Linked DNA regions of Sus scrofa: regions 2, 3 and 4 are each linked to region 1. Evidence: chromatin contacts called from public HiChIP or PLAC-seq data. All regions are on one chromosome and are shown on one strand. Each heading gives the region's core, a stretch centred on a gene start, on an enhancer-like site or on the middle of the called end of the contact. The rest is flanking DNA. Distances are from core to core; before and after follow the strand shown. Region 1 overlaps RFFL (E3 ubiquitin-protein ligase rififylin). Region 2 has its middle 48 kb from the start of CCL2. Region 3 has its middle 22 kb from the start of CCL2. Region 4 has its middle 6.1 kb from the start of CCL2.

Region 1 (4,722 bases), core at 840-3,339:
TTAGGGAATTAAACTTGGGGAAAGTAACAGTTCAGGAAATAGATAAACGTAGTTTTGAATCCCACTGTGTTTGAATCCCACCTCCTGCCTATGCTACTTTAGACCCTTTTACTGAATCTCTGTGGGCTTCATTTTCTTCATCTGCCAGATGAAAATAATACCTGGTAGCATTGTTCTGTGGATGAAAAGAGAAAATCTGTTCTTTGTACGCTGTGCGGAACTCAATGGATGTTCTCGTCTCCCCCTTTCTCCTAGGGTTTTTTATTCCGTAGGCTTAAGATGTCTTTCTAAATCCGGCCTGGTCTTTATCTCTTTCCAGGAATATCTACTCAGTCAGCTTTTTTAGAAAACGTATGAAAGAGTGAGGACTAAAGTGAAGAAGTAGAGAAGATGGGTAAGAGGAATGAGTCATGGGGCATTTGAAAACATTTTTTTCAACGCGTGGAGTGTCAGAATTACTGTCTGCAGGAATAAATTAAAGACATTTTCCCAATTCTGCCTCAAGGATCTGGGCCCGGCCCGGGAGCTCAGATCAGGCCACTAGGCTTTGAGGGGGCCCCTTGAAGTAGCACCTGACGTCTCTTTTTTCCCTTATCTCTTCCCCCCGCCTCTGCCCCGGGTGCTTTTGTTTCTCTTTCCTTCTCGCCTCCCTTTCCACTCGCCAATCATGCTGCAGTCATCACCGACCAGGCCCCTGGAACCCAAGCTAAGAGAGGTTGCTGGTTGCTAACACCTGTCTCCCAGCTAAATGAATAGGCTCTTTTGTGAGCTAGATGTTAAAAAAGCTGATTAGTACAATACTGGCTTAAAGGACCTATTAATGGTACAACATATGGAAATCACGGAGAGATTAAAGCCGTTGTAGAGATTTGTTTCTCATACTCTACTTTAAATTTTTTTTTTTTTTTTAATTCTGAATTAGGGATGCTGGCTGAATTTTCCCTTGTAAACCGTGACTCTGTTTATTGCCCAGACTAATTTTTGTCATATCGATTGGGAATCATTTATATTCTAAAGAAGTTTCTACCCTTAAGGGCCTTTGTATTCTTCAGCAAATGTCAAACTAGTGTGTAATAGAATTAAAGTTTTGTTCACTGTGCTGCTGACATAATTAGTTTAATTTCTGCTCCTTATATGCTTCTCTTGGCAGCCAGGAAATTAAAATACTAGATTTTGTATAAAACTGCTTTTTTGAGGGGGTGATTTTCCGTCAGCTGAATGGACTTAGGCCCCAGGGTACATTTTTTTTGAAGATGTCTTACTCAACTTTCCTGTAATAGTCTCTTTCTCTCGACAGAATTAATGTATTAAGACACATAATTGGCTACTTAAGCATTCAGAAGAGACAATATTTGGCCTTTACCCCGTGATTATATTTTTTCCTATATCTCTTTTGAGGAAATGTATGTAATTTTTGGAAACCCCTAAGCATATTACAGTTACACGAGCATGTGAACTTTTGCAAAGACTAGAGAATGGAGTGGTTTTCTCTGATAAGCCATAGGATTTAATTCTCTCCCCAAATCATTGCTCTGTTCCTTTTAGATCATAGCGTTTGCAGACCTGATGTGAAAGTAGAAAGGCTGTGATGCCTTGGCAAATCCTCTTCACAGGTTTTCTGTGATACGAAAGAACTGGCTCTAGTCTACAGGGACAGAAGTCACTCTCAAGGAGACTTTACATTTAATTATCCTAATCCACACTTAATTTCCTACAGGATTCTTGGAGAGATTTTTTACCACGCTCCTGATTTCATGGAGTTATGACCTATGAAGTTTTTTTTTTTTTTTAAATCTTGGTTAAAGCTGCTAACTTTTTTTTTTTTTTTTTAATGGAAAGTGACCTTGGTCTGGTAATTTCTCCATTGTCCTCTCTTATAAAAAGAGAAGCAAAACCTTCTTGCTCTCTCAGCAGCCTTTTTCAGTGTCTATCCCCCATGTGCTGGATTCGAACTTTACAAAAGTTGTGTTGAGCTAGTGTTACTTGACTTTTGAAAGCTGCCCCCTCTGATGCTACAGGTTAAGCCTGCACCTCCTGGTTTAACATTCAAATGCCTTTTCTGGAAGTGCATACCTGTGGTTGTGGAGTGGTCGGTTCTCCCTGGGGCAGCCCTTTCTAAGGGTAGGGGAAAGCTCACCCCTGTTTGAACTACTTGGAGCCAGTTCTGATTTGCTGAAACATTTTAACTGTCTTGATCCACTTTGAAGAAATGTTGCCTAGTCATCCTGAAACTTAACAGGAAGTTAGGCCCACTGGAGGCTCTGTTGGCCTCTGAGTGGTTAAATGTAATTTGCCAGTAATCAGTACCATTGTTTATTTGCAACTGCTGGATTATGTTAAAGGACTTGGGGAGAAAAAAGCATTTCTTAAGCAAATGGAGCAGCCTCTTCTTGTTTTTCCCTTTTCATTTACTTTGAAAAATTGGTCTAGTCTTAGTCCTGATCACATGTCTACAGACTTAATGGCACACGATTCACTGCATTTTATGATATAGGAAGGCCTGTTGTCCCTCCAGCTATTTCTGTGAATCTTCCCTTTAAAAAAAAAACAACAAAAAAAAAACTTTCATAGTGATTAAGATGTCTACTTGAGAAATAACCAAGCTTCATCCTCAGATGACTTCCAACCTTCTCCTAGGTCTTGAGTCAGTGGGTCCATAGCCAATGAATTAAACCCCCTTTTGACCATGCTAAATTATTATTTTTTTTAATGTCAGTGGTTTTTAGTAATTATTAGTAGAATTAATAAACATGGCTTGGGAGTTCCGGTTGTGGCTCAGTGGAAATGAATCTGACTAGCATCCATGAGGACTCAGGTTCAATCCCTGGCCTGGCACAGTGGGTTGGGGATGCAGTGGTCTGTGGTGTAGGTCGTGGATGCGGCTCAGCTCCCACAGCATTGTGACTGTGGTGTAGGCCAGCAGCTACAGCTCCAGTTCAACCCCTAGCCTGGGAACCTCCATGTGCCTCAAGTGTGGCCCTAAAAAGACCAAAATAAGTAAATAAATAAACATGGCTTTTTAATTTTACTTTTTATTTTATTTTTTTATCTTTTTGGCTGCGTCTCAGGCACATGGAAGTGCCCAGGCCAGGGTCATACTCCAGTCACAGCAGTGACAGCTCCAAGCCCTTAACCACTGAGCCATCAGGGAACTCCTGACCATGCAAAATTATTATCTTGCCTAGTGTGAAAGAAGATCCACCGGAGCATGAGTCTTTATTCTAAAATGCTGGACAAAAGGAGTGTTCTGACTTGGGGGAAGCGGGAGGAGTGTTTCCCAGGGCTTTAGAGGAATGAGTCAGCTGAAGTACAGCTACTTTGAGGAAACCTTAGTCAAGGATGTTTATCAGGATTGATTTTGCAGGCCAGCAGCCCAATTGTTTGGGCAATTTGGATTTTATGGAGGTGAAGAGGAACGGTTAGGGATTAAAATGTGGGGCAAGGGGTGTGGGGTAAGAAGGAATAACTGCAGGAGTTCCCGTCATGGCTCAGCAAAACAATGACTAGCATCCATGAGGATGGTGGTTTGATCCCTGACCTCGCTCAGTGGGTTAAGGATCTGGCGTTGCCATGAGCTGTGGTGTATGTCGCAGACATGGCTTGGATCCCATGTTGCTGTGGCTCCGATTTGATCCCTAGCCTGGGAACCTCCATTTGCCGTGGTGTGGCCCTAAAAAAAACACAAAAAAAAAAAGGAGTAACTGCAGGGACGGGACCAGGACTTGCCCAGCCCACTTTGGAAAATTCTTAGGCCTTCAGGTTCTCTCACTTTTGTCCACCTCTCTTTCTACCTTTTGGGCGTGACTAGATTCAGATACCCTCCTCTATCGTTTGATCATATCCTGATGGAAGAAACTGCATAACCATTCTGTGTCAGAGCCGAAGGTGACCTTAGCCAGGGTTTGCTGTAGGTCAGATGGGGAGAGGGGCGCCCAGATGTTCCCAGAGAGCTGGACAAGGGGCCCTCCGCCTTCCCTTCCACCCTCCCCACGTGGTTGGACCCAGCACTCCAGGTGACTCTGAGTCATCGCCCGCACGCCCATTGCTCTAGCTCAGTGTTTCCCAACTGTCTGGACTGTTGACACAGTTGGTGACCAGCCCTTAAGGAATCCTGATGGCGAGCCAGCAGTTAATGGGGACATAAATATGATCGTTCTGCAGCTTTACCTCTGGGTGATGGTCATCAGATCCCTAAATTGTACTTATTTGATGAAAATTTTTATTTTATTTATTTATTTTTGTCTTTTTGCCTTTTCTAGGGCTGCTCCAATGGCATATGGAGGTTCCCAGGCCAGGGGTCTAATCGGAGCTGCAGCTGCCAGCCTACACCAGAGCCATAGCAAGGCGGGATCTGAGCTGCATCTGCGACCTACACCACAGCTCACGGCAACTGAGGCCAGGGATCGAACCTGCAACCTCATGGTAATTAAAAATTTTAATACAGCTTATTGGAGTTCCCTTTGTGGCTAAGCGATAATGAACCCAACTAGTATCCATGAGGATGTGGCTTCAGTCCCTGGCCTCCCTTAGTCGGTTAAGGATCCAGCATTGCTGTGGCTGTGGTGTAGGTCTAGCAGCTGCAGCTCCGATTAAGCCCCTAGCCTCGGAACTTCCATATGCCACACATGTGGCCCTAAAAACCAAAAAAAAAAAAAAAAAAAAATTTAATACAACATATCAATGTGTCCAAAATTAATATTAAAAATGAAAATATGTTGACAG
Region 2 (4,722 bases), core at 912-3,411, 770 kb after region 1:
AAGGACACCTGCTTTTCCACGTGGGAAAGGATTTTTAGGCTGCTGCTGTTGAAGAATTTCCCATCTCCAGGCCTCCCCAGGAAGGGAAGGCTTGGAAATAAAGAGCTCATTTCTTTCAGGGCCACACCAGTGGCATTTGGAGGTTACCAGGCTAGGGGTCCCGGCAACGCTGGATCCTTACCTCACCGAGCAAGGCCGGGGATCAAACCCACATCCTCCTGGATACAAGTGGGGTTCATTTCTGCTGCACCACGACAGGGACTCCAAGAGCTTGTTTCTTGATGTTAGAAAGTGGAAAGGGAACTTCCTGACTCAGCGATTACTTTTACTGGAGAAGCATTTCAGTTTCCATGAGTGGGTGTAAGGGCGGGGAAGGAAGGACCTCAAGGGACAGAGGCCCTCGGAGGCGGAGGAAGGGGCTCCGGGCACAGGATGGACCCCGTAAGGTGGGCGCAGGTGGGCTCGAGGGTGAGCGTTGACCCAAGAAAGGAGCCTGAGATTTACTGTTCAGTTGCGTGCTCTCCTGTGTGGCCATTCCTCAAACCTCGGCCCAGGTGTGGGTTAGGGAGTTGGGGATGGAGGCTGAGGGCACTTTTGGGGGTGCGGGAGAAGTGAGGAGGAGCGATCCGAGGTGAGGGAGGGAAAGCTCAGAGCAGTATTTCAGGCTGAGGAGTGAAAAAAATGTAACGGAGCCGGACCCTGAGTGGCCTTCCCAGAATGGACGCGCCCCCCCCCCCCACTCCCGTCCGCCACCTGCCTTTTTATCTATAGAAAAACCTTCGTCAAAGAACCAATTTAATCAGAAGAGTGAAAAAAAATACAGAGGAAAAAAGAAAACAGTAGGAGTAATTCAGACATTCAACAAACTCAAGGACCTTGAAGTTAGTGCTTCAAAGACTGTAGTTGCTGCGGCTCTGGCGTAGGCCGGTGGCTGCAGTTCTGATTAGACCCCTAGCCTGGGAACCTCCATGTGCTGCAGGTGCAGCCCTAAAAAAGGACAAAAGACAAAAAAAAAAAAAAAATAGAGGGTAGACAGCAAACCGGGGACCACACAGCGAGGTTGCACAGAGACAGAGAGACAGAGACAGAGAGACAGGGCTCAGACCTGGGGTTCTGCCTTTTTTGGGGTGAGGGTGGGGTGCCCGGAGTTTTGCAGGTTCATCTTTATTGGTGAATTTAAAACAGAAGAGAAGGAATTAAAGCATGGAAGGGAAAAGAGGGGTCCCTAAGAGGTCAGGGAGCTAGGTCAGCCAGGACTTGCTAAAAGGGGAACTTTATCGGTGGGGTGGCCCCGCCCTTTATCTAGTTGTGTAGCTGGCCATGTGCTTATTTGAAACAGACGACTTTGAAGCGGATGCCTCAGTCATCAAAAGTTTTATGTCAACCCCTCACATTCCAGTCAAAAGCTAAGGGTCAGGTGCTCGTGCTACAATCTCCAGCTACTGGTTTAGAGACATTACATGTGGTTCGGTGTAGGTCGTGGATGGGCTCAGATCAGGTGTTGCCATGGCTGCGGTGTAGGCCGGTGGTGGCAGCTCTGATTCGGATGCCACAGGTGCGGCCATAAAAAGGAAAGAAAAAAAAAAACAAAAACGAAAGCAAGGAATTCCTGTCGTGGCTCTGTGGTTAACAAATCTGACTAGGAACCATGAGGTTCGATCCCTGGGTTAAGGATCTGGCATTGCTGCGAGCTGTGGTGTGGGTCACAGATGTGGCTCAGATCCTGCGTTGCTGTGGCTTTGGTGTATGTAGGCTGGCAACTACAGCTCTGATTTGACCCCTAGTCTGGGAACTTCCATATGCTGTGGGTGCTGCCCTAAAAAATAAAAATAAAAGAAAGGCCCTCTGCTGGGTCCTTGGAACCTTCCACAGTCTGTCCGTAACCCACTCCTCCAGCCCTATTTCCAGCCCCTCTCCCCATGCTTCATCCAGGCCAGCTGACCTCCCTCCCCATCAAAGCACCACGCTTACCCCGAGACTGGATGCTGACTTCATCATCCCTTCAAGCCTTCCTCACTCGCAAAGGCTCAAGTGGAAGAGCTTCCTCCTCCAGGAAGTCTTCCCTGACCAGGCAAAAATTCAGTGCCCCCCCACCCCGCTTCACGTGCTCATTAGTCACCCACAGAATTATCTCTCTGTGGTTCTGTTTTTGCCTGAATTTGCATATGATCTTGCCCCCAGCATGAGAGCTCTAGCGGGCAGACACTGCGTTTCCACAGTTTGTTCTTGGCATTCAGTAGCTTGAAAGGAAAAAATCAGATGTTCCTATTATGGCTCAGCGGAAACAAACCCAAGTATCCATGAGGATGTGGGTTTGATCCCTGACCTTGCTCAATGGCTTAAAGATCAGTGTTGCAGCAAGCTGTGGCATAGGTTGCAGCTGCTGCTCAGATCCTGTGTTGCTGTGGCTGTGGTGTAGGCCGGCAGCTATAGCTCCCATTCGACCCCTACCTAGCCTGGGAAATTCCATATGCTATGACCACGGTCCTTAGAAAAAAAAATAAAGAAGAAGAAAGAAAAAGAACAAGAAAGTGTGTGACTTAGAGTACTCTGTTGGCCCAGCAGGTTAAGGATTATGTTGTTAGTGCAGCAGCTCGGGTTGCTTCTGTGGCGCGGGTTCGATCCCTGGCCTGGCAATTTCCACATGCTGCAGGTGCAGCCAAATAAAAAATTGAAAGAAGACCCCAAGGGCTGGGGACACTGGGCAGAGCTAACAGTGGAGCCCTGAGTGCCTCCGGGTGCCCCCCCAGGAACACGGTGGTGGGAAAGGCCATTCTTTGCCTCCCCTGGGAGAAATGGACCAGGCCTCCCTCTACAGACAGCAGCCGCCGCCGCTCCCCACAAGGCTTGTTAACATGGTCATTTAATAAACAGTTGAGAAGTTAAGGGTCTGGGGTCCAGATCTGAATCTAGGGGTCTAGCGCTGCCTCCAGCTTTTACCAAGGGTGTGACCTCTGTACACACGTGAATTTCAGGGCCTGCTTTTCACCACAGAGCTTTAAAATAGGAGTAAAGGCAGCCCCCATCTCATCTCCTTGTGACTATTGCAGCCGAAACCCACCTCTGCACACCGGCGCCAATGACGTCTCAGAGACAGAGTTTTGGGTGAAGCAGAAAGAACAGCTTTATTGCTTTACCCGGCAAAGGAGGCCACAGCCGGCTGATGCCTCATAACTGTGTCCTCCTGGAGAGAGGAGAGCAGGGGGGGGAGGTGGTTATAGGATTATTTTGGAAAAAAAAGGCTGTGGATAAGGATCAGGGTGCCTGCATTCCTCTCACTCCATAGATCATTTCAAAGTCATCAGGGCAGGAGTCAGGTGTCCAGTGACAGTTTCTTGGTGGTCTCAGGGTTCTGGCACCTTGACCTTCTCTCTGCAGTGAAGATGGCTCACAAATGTAGGGGTGTCAGGGAGGGTTTCGATTACAAAAGCAAGCACTAGGTGCAATGTAACTCTAACTAGAAAGTAACCATTGGTCGTAAAGTCAGTGGGCCAAGTCTGGGCATAGCAGCATCCAGACTGTTTGAACTGGTTTTTAGCTGTATCAATATTTCCTAATCATTAACTCTTGAGTCAGACTTTTGAGACTGAGGGGAGGCCTGGGAGACCAAAGGAAAAGCCTGTTACTTTATTTATTTATTTATTTATTTATTTATTTGTCTTCTTGTCTTTTTAGGGCCGCACTCACAGCATATGGAGGTTCCCAGGCTGGGGGTCGAATCGGAGCTGCATCTGCCAGTCCACATCACAGCCACAGCAACTTGGAATCCGAGCTGTGTCTGCAACCTACACCACAGCCCACGGCAATGCCGGATCCTTAACCCACTGAATAAGGCCAGGGATCGAATCCGAAACCTCATGGGTCCTAGTCGGATACCTCTCCACTGTGTCAGGACGGGAACTCCAAAAGCCAGTTACTTTAAAACACAAGGACTTGGGGGCTTGTATACCGTTTCAATATGGGCTGGGCAGCTGCAATGCTGCTCCAGTGAGCACTCAATAAGTATGAACTTTGCCTGTTAGATCCCACATTGAGCGTTTTGACCTGCAGATTCAGGCTGTGTTACGTGGAAAGAAAGATCAGACTCCAGCCCCATCTCCAGCACCTCCAGCTCAGTCCTTAGGAACTTAGTCTCCCTCTCTGGGCATCTGTTTGATCATCTTTGAAATAAAGAAAATCACAGGAGTTCCTGTTGTGGCTCAGCAGAAAAGAATCAGACTAGTGTCTATGAGGATGTGGGTTCCATCCCTGGCTTCACTCAGTAGATGGGGGATCCGGCATTGCCGTGAGCTGTGGTGTAGGCTGGCGGCTCTGATTCCACCCCTAGCCTGGGAACTTCCATATGCCACGGGTGTGGCCCTAAAATGAAAAAAAAAAAAATTCATACCCTGCATACAGGGTTAAGGTTAAGTCTGAAATGGTGCTTACGAGGTGCAGAGAACCCCTGGCATATATGGCAGTCACATATGGGGCTCATGGGGGTGTTCCTATCCTCTCCCATCTAAGTTTCCCCCCTTCTGTATGGCAGAGGGGTTGGGCAGAGATAGCGGCAACTGGAGGAAAGAAATACAGAGGGGACATGCAGGGCGTAAAGGATCCTGAAAATTCAAGTTGTGTCTTTAGAGGTTGATGTGGGGCTGCTGCTACCTGCTGCATTGAGCTGGAATGGCATCAGACAGAGCTCTGATGCCACCTTGTGTTGGAAGATGCTGGTGACAGATT
Region 3 (4,722 bases), core at 1,566-4,065, 740 kb after region 1:
GTCAGAGAGTGTTTTGCCTATGTTCTCTTCCAGGAGTTTGATGGTGTCTTTTCTTGGGTTTAAGACTTTAAGCCATTTTGAGTTTATTTTTGTTCATGGTGTGAGGGTGTGTTCTAGTTTCATTGCTTTGCATGCAGCTGTCCAGGTTTCCCAGCAATACTTACTGAAAAGACTGTCTTTTTCCCATTTTATATTCTTGCCTCCTTTGTCAAAGATTAATTGACCAAAGGTATCTGGATTTATTTCTGGGTTCTCTATTCTTTTCCATTGGTCTGTCTGTCTGTTTTGATACCAGTACCACACTGTCTTGATGACTATGGCTTTGTAACATTGCCTGAAGTTTTGGATCCCAGACTTTCTTAATGTGTCCTTGAATCTCCGCCCTGAGGGAGAGTTTCATGCACCTAGAATGAACTCCATCTTTGTTTCTCTGTTCATCCATTCATTCAGCTAGTAGGTATATTTAAAAAAAAAAAATACATACACTCTTTCAGATTCTTTTCCATTTAGTTTATTACAAGATAGTGAATATAGGATTTCCTGCTGTGATACAGTGGAAATGAATCCAACTAGCAGCCATGAGGATGAGGGTTCGACCCCTGGCCTTGTTCGGTGGGTTATGGATCCAGCGTTGCCATGAGCTGTGGTGTAGGTTGCAGATGCAGCTTAGATCCCACATTGCTGAGACTGGGGCATGGGCCAGCAGCTACAGCTCCTATTCAGTTCCTAGCCTGGGACCTTCCATATGCTGTGGGTGCAGCCCTTAAAATAATAATTTAAAAAAAGATACTGAATATAGTTTCCTCTTGCTATCCAGTAAATTCCTTTTTTTTTTTTAATCTAAAGCTCACATTTTTTGTTTTGCTTTGTTTTGTTTTTGATGGTTTGTTTTTTGGCCTCAACTGGGGCATGCGGAAGTTCCTGGGCTGAAGATCGAACTTGAACCACAGCAGTGAAAATGCCAAGTCCTAAAACTCACTTTTAATGTTCCCTATCGCCCTATGAGCTAGGAGATAGTACTTATCCCTGCCTTTTTGCAAAGGAGAAAACTGAGGACTGAGGAGGTAAAGTGACATGTCCAAGGTCATACAGTCAGCTGAAATCAGACCCAAAGTCAGAGTTCTGGGTTTCTGACTCCTATTTGTGTCTGCAATTTACCCCACAGCTCACGGCAATGCCAGATCCTTAACCCCCTGAGCAAGGCCAGGGACCGAACCCACAGCCTCATGGTTCCTAGTCGGATTCGTTAACCACTGCACCAGGACGGGAACTCCTAAAAGAATATTATCTTTATTAAGACCAACAAAGACTCAGACTGTATAATGCCACTTATATGTGCCATCTAAAAAATAATACAAATGAATCTATATACACAACAGATACAAACTCACAGACATAGAAAAGAAATTTCTGGTGACCAAAGAGGAGAAGGAGGGATTAATTAGGAGTATGGGATGAGCAGATACAAACTATCATACAAGAAATAGATAGGCAGTGTTCCCGTTGTGGCTCAGTGGGTTAAGAACATAAAGCTATCTCTCTGAGGAGGTGGGTTCAATCCCTGACCTCTCTCAGTGGGTTAAGGACCCAGCACTGCCACGAGCTGTGGTGTAGGTCACAGATGTAGCTTGGGTCTGGCGTGGCTGTGGCTGTGACATAGGCCTGCACCTGCAGTTATGATTCGACCCCTGGCCTGGGAACTTACATAGGCTGCTTTTTATGGTGTGGCCATAAAAAGAGAAAAAAAAAAAAAAGATAAGCAACAGGGATTTACTGTATAGCACAGGGAACTATATTCAATATCTCATAATAACCTAGAATGGAATGTAATCTGAAAATATATATATAAGTGAATTACTTTACTGTGCATCTGAAACTAACACAATATTATAAATCAACTATACTTCAAAAAAAAATACAAAATGGGAATACATTTGCACGACATTGTGAATCAACTATATTTTAATAAAAACATTTTAAAAAGTAAGGGGTTCCCTTCATGAGTCAGCAGTAACAAACCCGTCTACAATCTATGAAGATGCAGGTTCGATCCCTGGCCTTGCTCAGTGGGCTAAGGATCCAGCGTTACCATGAGCTGTGGTGTAGGTCACAGACTGGGCTTGGATCTGGCCTTGCTATGGCTGTGGCGTAGGCTGGCAGCTGTAGCTCAGATTCAACCCCTAGCTGGGGAATTTCCATATGCCACATGCACAGTCCCCAAAAAGACCCAAAAAAATTCTTTTTAATTAAAAAAGAAAAAGGAATGGTTTTCCGTACTAGTGCTTCACTGTTGTTTAATGCCCAGTCTCGGATACCCATGGACTAGAGTGTTGCATCTCACACATTTCTCACTCTGGGGCTGTCAAGCGGGTGATTCTCACTTATTAACACATCATGGGGCTCCATGGAGCTGAGGCCCAACCACGAGGACAGACACATTTTGCTGAGGGCAGCTGGGGTAGAACCAGATGCCCGGGAGCCGTGCCAGGGCGAGCTGCCCAGGCAGAGCTCTGGAGAGAGTGGGCCGAGGCCGGGTGTTCTTGGGGCCCTGGAATCGCAGTGATGGGTGGTGGGGAAGCCCCAGGGAAGAGCTGGCTCCCTCCCATCTCAGAGCCTGGCTGTGGCTCTGGGCAGACCCCGGTGGGGTGGGGAAGAGAGAATGGAAGAGAGAATTGACTGCTGTCCCCGAGGAGAGAAAGCCATGCTGGTGGCCCCCCGGGGTGGTGGAACAGAGGTCCTTGTGTGAAGCTGGGCAGAGGCCTGGGGGCTGGAGGACTTCCTCTTCTGAGGGCAAGGCGGCCTCTATTTGCTGCCCTTTTCACAAAAGAGAAGGGAAACTTCTCAGGAAACCACATGAGATGTGCTGATGGTGGGCAGAGGAGGTGATGAAAGGGCCCCGGGGGTGGTGAGTGGGAGAAGGGTCAGAGTCCAGGGTAGGGACCCCACCGGCCAGGACCACGCCTCCTTTCAATCTTGCAGCTTCATCATCACTGACTGACACGTGAGGAGATGAGGCTCAGAGAAGCTAACCATCCATGGAGTTTGCACAGAGAAAGTGGGAGAACCAGAAGGCAGTCCGCATCCTCCGACTCCAAGTTGGGGGTGCAGACCTGGTCTGCCGGTGGCCCACGTGACCCGGCCCTCCCTCTGCAGGGGAGACAAGGCTGCTGCCTCCAGCAAGTCCGAGTTCACAGTCAACCGCATTCCCCAGACCTCCTGCTCTGCCCCGTTGTCTTCATCAGCCGCCTAATTCTGGGAGGGCACCCTCGTCCCTGTGAACTGGAGCTTGGCACTTGCCATCCGCCTCTGCATGGATGAAATCCTGGGCCCCTGCCGCTGCCGACCCGCAGCACCTGCTGAGCAGAGCTCAGGGTGGAGACCAGGACGGAGGCCCTCTGAGCTCTGGGTAAAGCTCTTCAGATTGTTAGAGATTTTTAGGAGAAGATTTTATGAGCCCAGTTCTTGCATCTCCTCGTATCTAGAAAAACACTAACATCCTTCGTGCTCTCGGACGCCTGTGACTAGCAGTGACCTTCATGAGACCAGCAGCAAACACCTGAGACATGTCTGCTGGCTGCGTGCCCCTCCCCCTTCCCCTTTATCTCCTATCCTGGGGCTCCCCCTTTCCTCTTTGGGGTGGCTCAGAACGCGAGGTATCTGGTTTCGTGTAAATCTGATTTGGGGTGTTGTTTTCCCGACTGCCTTCCCTTTGTGGCAAAAACTCCTGCGTGTCCTAGCTCCCCCCTCACCTCCTCGGAGCGGTTTCTCAGGGCTCCCTGGGATGCTGTCTCCCGGGCGTAAGCCTGGTTTTGCCCCCAGTAAAACTTAACTCGCAACTTTCAGGTTGTCCTTTTTTTTTTCCTCTTAGTCGACATCCCCCTTTCAGGAAACAAAGTCTGCTCGCGGCCTGAAGTCACTTTGGCCTCCCTTGGATCCCATCCAGCATCCAGACCCTCAGAGCCCCTGCGGGGGTGGGAGTGGGGGCTTCCTGCCTTCCGCTGGGTGGGGAGCCGGCCTAAAGAGCCAGCGGGATGACTTCAGGCGGGTGGGCTCGGGGGGGAGTGGAGGGGGGCAGTGTGGCTCCCTGCCCGCTGGGCAGCTCCACGTGATGGGCTGGAAAGAGGCCTTGGCAGTGACCTTGCTTCAGGGCTGGGGGGACAGGCCTGTCAATGGGGAGCCACTCAACAGAGCTGGGACTTTCCCAGTGTCCGTGTCTGGGAGGAAATTCCAGGCTTGCTTTCTTTTTCTTTTCCTCTTTTATGTTTTCTTTTTTCTCTTTCTTTCTTTCTGTCTTTCTCCTTCTTTCTTTCTCTCTCTCTTTCTTTCCCTTCCTTCCTTCCTTTCGTTTGAAATTGCTGCTGCCTATGGGGCTCCTGGGGGCCAGGCAGGGGCTCTGGGCTGGGTGGAGCATCCCCTGACCACACACCAGCCCCCAGCCATGCAAGGGTTCAAGAGAGCCATGCAGTCTTTGGTGCTGGCAGCCTGCTCACCAGGCCAGCTGTCTCCAGGCCTTTTGGAGAGGGGCCTGCAGGGGAAGCTGGCCAGGGTGAGGGAGGAAAGGCCTGGCCTGGGCTCCAGCTTCTTTGGGGATTAGTGAGGACAGAGCCTCAGGGCAGGGAGTTTCAGGAAGGTTGTTACCCCTCGGTCACCGGCTCTGTGGCTGTGATAAGTGAGCGGATGTGTCTGGCCCTGGTGTTGCCTCACTTTATCCCCTGGGAGGTC
Region 4 (4,722 bases), core at 1,542-4,041, 730 kb after region 1:
CCTCTCCTCCAACTGTTGCCTTCCTTTCTCCTCCATGGGAACTCGGAGTTCTGGCGGGGACCAGAGTCTCTTTTCCTGGACCCCAACTCTGCAATCCCTTTCCTTTCAAGGATCAGAAATCTATCCTTTATTCTTGCACAGAATGTCAGATAAAACCAGGATGGCAGAGCTCATCTTCCTGTTTCATGGATGGGGAAACTGAGGCCAAGAAAGAGGCTGTGATAAGTCCGAGGTGCCCTAGTAGACAAATGGCAGGGTTTGTGGGGGTTTGTCCATTTCTGGGCTTTTAGGGTAACGTCTTCCTCAGGTGTCCCACAAGGTCCTTGTTAGAACAGGCATACAGTTGGTGTCTATTCTGTGCAGAACATCAGATAAGGGACTGGAAGTGGTGGTGGGGGAATAGTGAGCCAGATATGCCGCCTGCTTTCCAGAAGGGATGATTAAGTATCTACGGGGAGTCGGGCTGGGTTTATAAATAAACCTGAGCAGTGCTCACCCCACCCGAGCATTCAGCATGTAGGCATTTCCTGCTCGGCCCCAGGTCTATATGCATGAAAGAGCCAAGGACCTTTGGGATAGGGGCTGGGGGTGGGGGGCAGCTAGGGGGTAGCTTACAGGAAAAGGAAAGGAAAATTCAACTGCAACAGCCCAGCTGGGGATGGTTGTGGGGTGGGAGGGGTGGCTCAGCCATGTGGAGGACTTGTCACTTAGAATGCCTTCTGCGCCAGCCCTTGGGGACCAGGGCCTGAGCCCTGCTGGGAGTGGGCTGCTGTAGGCAAGGGGAGGGGTCAAGTCTAAGAAAACTGTTAGGATAACACCAGTGTAAGGCTCACTGTGGCTCCCTTGGTTATCAGGGGTACCTCAGTGGGGGAGAAGCCACTTTGCTGGCTTGGGGTCACATTGCCCAAGATGCAGCAAGGGGACTGGTGAGTACATTTGAGGTGCCCCTGTGATGACAGTGAACTGGGGGGCTTCGTAGGAAAAGAGGTCAGGAAAAGCAGAGGAAGCGGAGACAGAGAAGCACTGCTTTGACAACCTTTCACTGAATCCTTGTTTTAGCACCTGCACCGGGGTCATGTGGAGGCAACCCAAGTGACATGCAGACAGAATTATTGCAGCAACCAGAGACACAGAGCTCCGAGAGCTCCAGCCAAGGGCTCAGAAAGGCCTCATAGTAGGACTTTTAAGATGGGCTCAAGGGGACAGGTTTTAAACCTTAGGCGATTCCTGGCTGGAGGAAGGGGTGCATTTTGGAGCAAACTTATAATAGAGAGCACAGATTTAAAGTGCTTATATAGAGTTCCATCATGGCTCAGTGGGAACGAACGTGACTAGTATCCATGAGGACACAGGTTCGATCCCTGGCCTCGATCAGTGGGTTAAGGATCCAGTGTTGCCGTGAGCTGTGGTGTAGGTCACAGATCTGGCGTGGCTGTGGCTGTGGCGTAGGCCGGCAACTGGAGCTCCAGTTCGACCCCTAGTCTGGAAACATCCATATGCCACAGGTGCAGCCCTAAAAAGACAATCAATAAATAAATAACATTGAAAAATTAAGTGCTTATGAATCCCCTTGGGATCTTATTATAGTACAGATTCTGATTCTGTAGGACTTGAGTGGTAGGGGTCGGCCTGAGGTGAGATCCTGTGTTTCTAACCAGCTCTGAGGTGATGCTGATGAGTCTGGTCCATGGTCCCATTAGAAGACCCTTCAAAGGGCTCAGCAGGTGTGGGAAACATGAGCAGTTCAGCTTGTGGCTCTTGGCGAGGCTTCAAGAACCATCCTGAATTGCCTGCCACATGTATGTGAGTATGTATTTTTCTGGAGAGCGGGTCCATGGGTCCATGGCTGCCATCAGATTAGCAAACACATCCGTGAGCTCCAAGCAGTCAGGTACCACTGAACTTACCCGAAGTAAAGAGGGCTGGTCTTCACCCCCGACCTGCTGAATGGCAATCTGTAATTTTAACTACGTCAAGCTGTATTTTTTTTTTTTTTTTTTTGTCTTTTTGTCTTTTGTTGTTGTTGCTATTTCTTGGGCCGCTCCCGCGGCATATGGAAGTTCCCAGGCTAGGGGTCGAATCGGAGCTGTAGCCACCGGCCTACGCCAGAGCCACAGCAACGCGATATCCGAGCCGCGTCTGCAACCTACACCACAGCTCACGGCAACGCCGGATCCTTAACCCACTGAGCAAGGGCAGGGACCGAACCCGAAACCTCATGGTTCCTAGTCGGATTCGTTAACCACTGCGCCACGACAGAACTTCCGTCAAGCTGTATTTTGTCTAAGCTCTCCTCCCTCCCCCAGACAATTGCCAGTCTGTGTTTGGGCACCCTTGGGCTGATGATTCGAGGGTGTGCTGGCTCGGCTGGATCACTCACAGGAGAAAGGCACAGGCAGAAAAAAGGAAAGGAAGAAAGGGAGAGAGAGAGTAAAAAAAGAGAGAGGACAAAGAAGGAAACTTGAATCACAGGAAGAACCCCACGCTGAGTTCCCGCTCTGGCACAATGGGATTGTCGGTGCTTCTGGAGTGCCAGGCCCCACACAGCCGGCTAAAGCTTCTGGTGAAGCTTGGATCTGATCCCTGGCCCAGGGTCTCCCTAGGCCACAGGGAAGCAAAAAAAAAAAAAAAAAAAACCAGGCCATATCAGAACACTAGGGCCAGAGGCCTGGCTCTGTCTCCTTTTAGCTGTGTGCCTTTGTCCAAGTCACTTGACCTCTCTGGGCCTCTTCTGTAATGTGTAATTACTAAGACAGCTGTTTCGAACGTTGTCACGAGACTTGTATGAAATAATAAGCCAAAGGTGCTTCGTAAGCGACGTGTAAAGAGCTGTGTCACTCGAAGGGGCTGAGTAAGCTAGAGTGTCCAGTTTGGGGGTGCACAGCCAGTCCCAGGCAGCCCCTGGGCCCTGCCTAAGCCTCCACTCCTATTTCTTGCTAGGAAATTTGGTGGGGCACCCCTGTTGTACCATGCAGTCAAGTCTAGATTTCCCAAGCTTTTTTTTTTTCACCTCTAGCTTCTTGTCTGCCTGTGTGCAAAGAAGCTTTAGCGAGGGCTGACCAAGACCAGGGGTCAGAGAGGAACATCCCCAGGTCAAGTTAGGGTGTCATCTTCCCACACAGCATCCAGCTTTCACTGGAAGTTCATATTCTGACAGGTCCTTGTCTGCCTCAAAACCTCGTGTTGCCCCTGGACTCATTCTCTGCTTCTAGAACCTTCCCCTCCAAAGCTCCAGCCCCCCTGCAGACCCTGGCCCAGGCTGGATCCCAGCATCTGGAACAGTGTCTTTCATCTAGTGTGGGTTCTCCAGAAATATTTGAACCGATGAACAGCCCATGATTCTCAGCTCGTTTCTCACAGATATCTAATGACAGGAGGCTAGGGACATGAAAAGAGAAGGAAGACTTTTGGCTTACCGAGCTCCCCACTTCTTCTACTGGGGGCAGAGATTGTGGCCAGTCTGGGGGACCAGTGCCTGGGCTACCACCAAACAGTGGTTTTTGGGGGGCCTTGCAAATCCCTCTTTGGGGATGAGCTGTTTCTCCCTTGGGATTGCAAAACATTGCATGCCGAAAAAGGGAAACTTTGGCTGCCAAAAAAAGCTTCTTCTTGGTTCAGAGTTTCGGCTGGCTCCCTGGTGGATCCCCAGGTTGCAAAGCACTAGCTCCATTCAAAAGCGCTTCCTGTGTTTCCTGCAAAATGGGACCCCGAGAAAGAGAAAGCGGGACTGAGAATCTAAATGTATTTGTCCAGGGGAGAGAGAAAAGTTGGGGGAAGTGGTTTTGCAAAGTGCACTCGACTCTTCTGGCTTTAGAGTTAAGGACTTAAAAGACAAAACTTTATGAGATAATTCAACTCTGCAACTTATTTACTTCTCAAAAACATAGCCAAGGTAGTGAGAGAACTTTCCATTGTTCTCCTTGGCGCTATTTCTAACGTGGCAGGCACGCAGGAGGAGGCGAGGCCGTCCTGGGCAGGGACTTTTGTCCTGAATCCCCCACTTCAGCCCCTGGACAAATAAGTGATAATGAATGAATTATCACATATTCATTCACTAGGAGCTCGACAGATATGTGATAATGAATGAATGAAGGGAAATTAACTGAAAGGTGCCACAGAAATCCCAGAGTTTCAAATCCCTGCCCTGCTTATGTTAAAATAGGGAAAAGAAAGTTTGCCAGGAGTTCCCGTCGTGGCTCAGTGGTTAACGAATCTGACTAAGAACCATGAGGTTGCGGGTTTGATCCCTGGCCTTGCTCAGTGGGTTAAGGATCCGGCATTGCTGTGAGCTGTGGTGTAGGTTGCAGACGCGGCTTGGATCCTGCGTGGCTGTGGCTGTGGCACAGGCCGGTGGCTACAGCTCTGATGAGACCCCTAGCCTGGGAACCTCCATATGCTGAAGGTGCAGCCCTAGAAAAGACAAAAAAAGACACAGGCACAAAAAAAAAAGCCAAAAAAAAAAAAAAGAAAGAAAGAAAGAAATTTCCCCAGGCTTTCAGTGTGTTCATAAAATCAATGCATCCATAAGCCTCGTGTGTGTGTGTGTGTGTGTGTTTTGTGGGAAATGCCTGGTCGTGGATCTTAACATTTTCCATTGAGACTGCCAACTATTTTTTCTCTAGAAGAAACAGTTCTTTGTTCCCAGAAATGTTACTGAGGCAGTAGAAGTAGGCACCCATTGTAAACAGGCACTCATGCCCCGGATGAAGGGAAGAAAGAAGT

What was found. HiChIP or PLAC-seq counts read pairs in DNA pulled down with a chosen protein or histone mark.
Region 2: an H3K27ac HiChIP or PLAC-seq map of alveolar macrophages shows a contact between it and region 1. The contact joins two enhancer-like sites. A contact is called at or near these places in 1 of 47 Hi-C or Micro-C datasets (embryonic fibroblasts) and 1 of 2 datasets of contacts at active chromatin or transcription factors (alveolar macrophages).
Region 3: an H3K27ac HiChIP or PLAC-seq map of alveolar macrophages shows a contact between it and region 1. The contact joins two enhancer-like sites. A contact is called at or near these places in 1 of 47 Hi-C or Micro-C datasets (embryonic fibroblasts) and 1 of 2 datasets of contacts at active chromatin or transcription factors (alveolar macrophages).
Region 4: an H3K27ac HiChIP or PLAC-seq map of alveolar macrophages shows a contact between it and region 1. The contact joins two enhancer-like sites. A contact is called at or near these places in 2 of 2 datasets of contacts at active chromatin or transcription factors (alveolar macrophages and skeletal muscle).

What each region holds. Positions count from the first base shown.
Region 1 is chr12:40,079,377-40,084,098 of Sscrofa11.1, forward strand. The region is part of intron 1 of RFFL (E3 ubiquitin-protein ligase rififylin); the gene reads left to right. Among named protein-coding and RNA genes, the nearest start is that of RFFL, 6.5 kb to the left of the region's middle. Within about 2 kb of position 2,090, at least 13 of the 83 cell types and tissues checked have an H3K27ac peak or open chromatin away from gene starts, as enhancers often do. A contact at or near this core is called in alveolar macrophages, where this site is marked.
Region 2 is chr12:40,845,405-40,850,126 of Sscrofa11.1, forward strand. No RefSeq gene overlaps it. Among named protein-coding and RNA genes, the nearest start is that of CCL2, 48 kb to the left of the region's middle. Within about 2 kb of position 2,162, at least 6 of the 83 cell types and tissues checked have an H3K27ac peak or open chromatin away from gene starts, as enhancers often do. A contact at or near this core is called in alveolar macrophages, where this site is marked.
Region 3 is chr12:40,820,001-40,824,722 of Sscrofa11.1, forward strand. No RefSeq gene overlaps it. Among named protein-coding and RNA genes, the nearest start is that of CCL2, 22 kb to the left of the region's middle. Within about 2 kb of position 2,816, at least 22 of the 83 cell types and tissues checked have an H3K27ac peak or open chromatin away from gene starts, as enhancers often do. A contact at or near this core is called in alveolar macrophages, where this site is marked.
Region 4 is chr12:40,803,785-40,808,506 of Sscrofa11.1, forward strand. No RefSeq gene overlaps it. Among named protein-coding and RNA genes, the nearest start is that of CCL2, 6.1 kb to the left of the region's middle. Within about 2 kb of position 2,792, at least 9 of the 83 cell types and tissues checked have an H3K27ac peak or open chromatin away from gene starts, as enhancers often do. A contact at or near this core is called in alveolar macrophages, where this site is marked.